Linked DNA regions of Triticum aestivum: region 1 is linked to region 2. The links are chromatin contacts, called in public Hi-C maps. All regions are on one chromosome and are shown on one strand. Each heading gives the region's core, a stretch centred on a gene start, on an enhancer-like site or on the middle of the called end of the contact. The rest is flanking DNA. Distances are from core to core; before and after follow the strand shown. Region 1 holds the start of LOC123046199 (glutamate dehydrogenase 2, mitochondrial). Region 2 holds the start of LOC123046197 (subtilisin-like protease SBT2.5).

Region 1 (2,893 bases), core at 175-2,674, 150 kb after region 2:
GCTGGTTCTGGTACAACCGTTTGGCCAGAAAATGATGTTTTGAGGTGTGCCACTGGGTATTTGTTGATCGGAGTCTACAACCATACATAACAAATTTAGATTGCGACATTCCTTACTAATCTTTTTTCGAGGGGGTATTCCTTAGGGCATGTACAATGGTTGATAAGATAGTCTTATCTTAAGTCTTGCATGTAATCTAGAGATGACAAAAAACAGAGTCTACAATGGGTCATCTCTTAGCCTTATCTTCAATAACTAGCAATTCCTAAAAACGTGTTGAGACATATTGTGCTAAGAGATCATCTCTTGTCTTCTCTTAAATAAGATAAGACAAGCCTTTTCTTATAAGTTCTCTCTCCTCCACCTCATCATTTATCCTACGTGGCACTCCTAAGATAGAACCATTGTACATGCCCTTACTAATCCGGGCTAGTCCTACAGACGACGCGCAGCACCAGTCAGTCCTTTCCCACCGTCGCATGAAGACACGGCCACAGACAGAAACGGGGGACTGGACGACCCGTGATCCGTTCCACCAACTCAGGAGAAGCGAGGCGCGGCGCGGTGCTGGCACTGACTGTCTGCACGGATACGTCCATTCCACGGCCTCCGTCCACATCCGCGTTGCAGCAGCAGTTTCACTTGGAGTGAAAGGCTTGCTCCTCCGAACTGGGCATTTTCCCGGGGAGGCGCTTCGCGGGGCGAGATGCACCCTGGCCAGATGGTCCTTCTCCTCGTTCACTCCCCACCGTCCTTTTCACTGTCAGGGGGGGACGAGGCCAAGTTCGCCACCCCACCGTACTCTTGCAGGCAACGCAGCCAGGGATCACATGGCATTCTCCGGGGTGGGGAGCGCAGAGAATCCAGCCGGGGCGGAGGAGGAGATAGATGCAAACAAAAATCAACGGGAGGAAGGAAACACACACGTTTCCGACTTTCAGTTGAGGCAGATGGACGGACCTACGCGAAAGCGAGAAAAACAAACGCGAAAAGCGCGCCGGAAAGGTCGGGCATGGGATGCACATGCCCTGACTGGCAGGTGGGCCATCAAGTAGTACCAGCACACCGTCCGGTTGGACCAACGAACGAACGAGCGAGCATCGCCCCTTCCCTGGCTCGCGTGGGGCCCCGATTTTCCTCGCTCTACACAGCTGTGACCCGCGATCGCGAGTAATTACGCTCCAAAACTGCCAAGGCGTGCTGCAGGATCCATCTAACTAATCTCGTCGGCTCAACTCAACTCAGAAAAGAAAAAGAAAAAACTAATCGTCGTCTGGTCCCAGTCATCTCACACGCAGCGGCGTGATCCGTCCATCAGACGGAAGAAGAGGGCCGGTGCACGTTAATGGCCTGCTCGGTCGTTGTTCATGCGCGCCCCTCCCTCACTCCCTCCCTATTAATATCCTCCTCCTCCTTGGGCCTTGGCTCCCTCCAAACAACCGGAGCTCGCGTCCCCCTCGATCTCCGGACAAAAATCCGCCCTTTTTACGCCCGCCTTGCCCTTTCTGGCCGCGAGAGCCCCACCCCCACCACGATCTCGCCCCCTCGCGTGCGCGTGTTTCCGTCGCCCCTTGTCTGTCCCTTTCGCCCGATTTCCTTGCGGTTGAGGAGGTTGTTGGAGCGGGCCGGGGAAGAAAAGAAGTTAGCCCGCCGCGCCGCGCCTCGCCGCGCCGCCGCCGCAGCCATGAACGCGCTCGCCGCGACCAGCCGCAACTTCCGCCAGGCCGCCCGGCTGCTCGGCCTCGACTCCAAGCTCGAGAAGAGCCTCCTCATCCCCTTCCGCGAGATCAAGGTCCCGCCGTCTTCTCTTCTCTCTTCTCTCTTCCCTCCTCTCCTCGCCGCCGACCGGACCTTGACTTTGTTTTGCTTATCATCTTGGGTTCCTTTCCTTCGCAGGTCGAATGCACCATCCCCAAGGACGACGGCACGCTGGCCTCCTTCGTGGGCTTCCGCGTGCAGCACGACAATGCCCGCGGGCCCATGAAAGGTGGCATCCGCTACCACCCCGAGGTGACGGGATCTCTTCTCATCTCCTCGTGGGATTGTCTTGCTACTTCTGTCAATTTGATTGCGATTTCTCCTGAAAGCCTAAAACAAGACGCATCGAAATAGCTCTCAAAAAAGCGATTGTGACCCTAAAAGAATAAGCAAATTAACACACGCAAAAATTGCTGGATTGCTTGCCAACCTGGCATGCTTTTACATCCATTGCTCATGGTCAACGATGTCATTGTTTCTTTTTCAATTCAAAGATGTGGATCCATGGTGCTTGGCATTCTTAGGTTATTTTTGTATGCTGTGTCCAGCTCTGCTACTTGACTTTCGCCTGTATGCTTAGTTTAGGACATCATGTAGATTCTCCTTGCTGTCATTTTGTCAGGCAAATGATTTGAAGCTATAGAATCCTTTTTAATGAGAGCATGCAATGCTCCTCTGTTATTACAAGCTCATATTTCTGTTGTTAAACTGTCGAAACAACCTGGCATATCTTCGAAGTCGTTGATTCTGTAACGCTCGACAAAATAAACTGTTATCGATGACGACAAAAGAATGTCTGGTGCTGGATCTTGTTATCCGTTGAACCAATATTTTGTCGGTTATTTGACTGAATTACCTTTTGTAAGTAAGCGCTATTTTATACGTTGATTGTGTAACGAGCAGCATATAGACTGTTAACGACAATGACAAAAGAATGTGTGCCCGGTCTTGTTATTCGTTGATCCAGTATTCTGGTGATATTTTGCAAGCCTAGAAAATTTATATCTTTCAAAAAATGCTAATTCATTTATAGAAATAAACAACCGAGCTAAAGTATAGTCGGTTGTTTGACTGAATTACTTTAATTGTTTCAAGGCGTTGATTGTGTAACCTCAGCAAATAAACTGTTATCGAT
Region 2 (2,915 bases), core at 3-2,502:
GGTTTTGGGTTGGTCATGAGAAAGCCCAACATCTCAGCTTTGGGCTGACCAAAAGGCCGAAGCTGAGAAAAAAAACTCCTTCCGTCTGCTAAAAAAAAAGGAAAACTTCTCTTTAGAAGAGACCCGGCACCCAAAAAAAAAAGAATGGAACTGAAAAGGAATGGCGGGCGAGGCGATTCCCCATCTCTACTCTTCACTCAAGACGGCCAACGGAAGCCTAGGAACGGTGGCGAGCGTCGCGCCGTGTAAATTTCTTCAATTCCACTTTTTTTTTGAGATTGTCTTGCATTACAGCTGTGTATTACTACTCCTTTGGATTCATCCCATACGAACTGTTTTATTTTTCTGTTCTCATAAACGATCTGAACTGTTACTTTTAGACAAATGCTCGCTTGCGATTTACAGCGGCCTCTGGTGATTTTTGCAGCAATCAATTAGGAACATAGGATATTGGCTCCGACTCATTTGAGCCTCGAGATGCAGTCTCACAGGAATCTTTGTGTGATTTGGGTTTGGGGGGTGGCAGGAGTAACAAACAGAGTGGTACATTCCACGGTTCCTTCTTTTGCGTCAAGGTCTAAAGGACATGAGTTGCCTAGCCGATTTATCTGGGCCGGTTCTTGTTGTCACACAAAGCGGGGGAATGCATTTTTTTTTCTCTCTTGGCGTTGCGATGTTACCTACTAGCCTTTATTGAAACCAAATCAGACGCATGATGCTCCAGCATAGATGGATTAATTCTTCAGTTTTTTTTTTGCGAGGCTAATTCTTCAGTTAGAACTTAGAACCCAAACATTTGATATTTTGATTTGATTTCAGGAAAAACTGAATCCGGCATCTCTGAAGGGATAACTGATTCATCAACTCATTAGTTGTTTGGAAATAGGTTCGTCAATTTATTTTATTTTATAGATGTTTGTATTTTACTTTATAGATGCTATATAGAGTGATTCTACAATAATACTCCCTCCGTAAAGAAATATAATAGCGTTTAGATAACTATTTTAGTGATCTAAACACTCTTATATTTGTTTACAGAGGGAGTATGTTTTACTTGACTTACCAGGACCTATAATTCTGCTAACTGCTGATAGTTGAGGAGCCAAAGAAGGGTCTCATGGAGGTTGGGAACTGCTTACCGCGTGCTTTTTGAGGCCTAGTTATGAACAAGGCATTTCTTGATGTACCAGGTCCATGGCCCTTTTTAATTCCCTCCAATCCTCACCTAACATTCTTTCACACAACATATATAAGCACATATGTTCAACCATGGAAGTTTTGGAAAGCTTCATACAACTGTGCAGTGACACCACTGACATGGCCTTTCCCAAGCCATCTCTAGTGCTATGCTCTGTTCTTACTTTACTGAGCCTAAATCGCGGTCCATCTCATGTATCTGCCAAGGTTTATATGGTGGTGATGGAGGATGATCCAGTTGTTTCCTACAAGGCAAGCCGGAAGGGTGTAATGTACGTGATCTCCATCCCTGAATCTTTTTACTTTGTTATCTTTTGAAAATAACTCATATTGATGGAATTTCATCCAGGAGAGGCGAGGAAGCTCAAAAGTACAAGGAAATGTCCACGACGAAGCACGACGCCTTCCTGGAATCATTTCTGACCGTAGGATCTTACAAGAAACTGTACAGCTACACTCACCTGCTTAATGGCTTTGCTGTTCATGCAAACTCTGAAAAGGTGCTCTTTCTAGCCTATAAAGTGCATAGTATTGTTTTAGGTATATTATCTGTTAAACAAACAAATTAGAAAAGTCTACTTACAACCAATATGGAATAGATAGAACATGCTGAACAGACAGTGATTCTCTTGCCAGTCTCAGTAGTATTTCCAGGGTAAAATTTGAAGGAAGTTTTGCCATACAACAATAAATGATGCTGAATTCAGTATATGCGTGAAGATAAAATAGTAGAGAAAATTTGAAAGAAGTTTTGCTATAGTTGAATATCATCATGAGTTATTTTGCTGAAAAGCCAGATAATCTGCTCCAGTTTGTCTTTTGAGCAATTAACAGTCTTTAAGTTGTTCGATTATCATATGATTCTATGTATCTTGAAACATGAATCCATAAGTTTACATGGAGACGAGCAACACAGCATCAATTCACATAAAACTATAATATAAGCGCATTTGTTCTGAACCTGACATGCTTGAAACTTCTTAGTTCTTATGCCCTATCTTTTTGCAGGTTATTCTTTCTGAATTTTGACAAATAGGAATAGTTCAGTTGTCTCTGTTGAGGCTTAAACTGGCTGCCTCTCTCTTTTGTTATATGTGCAACAGGCGGCTAAAATTCTTAGAGGCGCAAAAGGAGTTAGACTCGTTCAAGAAGACATCAAAATGGCCAAGATGACCACATACACTCCAAAGTACATTGGAGCCAGTGGGGTATGGCCACTGCTTGGTGGTGCTGAGAATTCTGGTGATGGAATAGTCATTGGCATGATTGATACTGGCATTGACCCCCAAAACCCAAGCTTTGCCAGCTTCTCGAACCAATCAAAGCAGCCACCTTCCAATTTCAAAGGAATGTGCCGCTCTGGGGATAGATTCCCTCCTGATTCATGCAATGGTAAGATAGTGGGAGCTAGGTGGTTCGCGCGCGCTGGTCAAGCAACTGGAGAGTTCAATGCTACAATTCACTATGCATCACCTTATGACCCTGATGGCCATGGCAGGTATGTCCCTTAGCTGCTGACTGCTATTTGAAGTTCTCTTTTTTCAGTCTCAGAAGAGCTACCAAGTGATCATAAGAATGTCTGCACAGCCACACAGCGTCGACCGCAGCTGGAAACTTCCATACACCAGCAGTTTCTAGGGGTTACAACTTTGGATATGCAAGCGGCATGGCCCCCGGAGCTCGGTAAGAATATGTTCCGTGTCCCATTATTCAGATGT

Evidence for each region. A called contact is a pair of places that touch in the nucleus more often than the background predicts.
Region 1: a contact with region 2 is called in a Hi-C map of leaf, with 3 times the contacts expected there. The contact joins the promoter of LOC123046199 here to the promoter of LOC123046197 in region 2. A contact is called at or near these places in 2 of 5 Hi-C or Micro-C datasets (both in leaf).

What each region holds. Positions count from the first base shown.
Region 1 is chr2B:590,690,469-590,693,361 of IWGSC CS RefSeq v2.1, forward strand. It overlaps LOC123046199 (glutamate dehydrogenase 2, mitochondrial), which reads left to right and starts at 1,425. Exons shown (of 9, transcript XM_044469506.1): 1 at 1,425-1,792; 2 at 1,897-2,010. The coding sequence starts at 1,685.
Region 2 is chr2B:590,536,311-590,539,225 of IWGSC CS RefSeq v2.1, forward strand. It overlaps LOC123046197 (subtilisin-like protease SBT2.5), which reads left to right and starts at 1,253. Exons shown (of 8, transcript XM_044469505.1): 1 at 1,253-1,469; 2 at 1,547-1,697; 3 at 2,301-2,695; 4 at 2,785-2,880. The coding sequence starts at 1,270.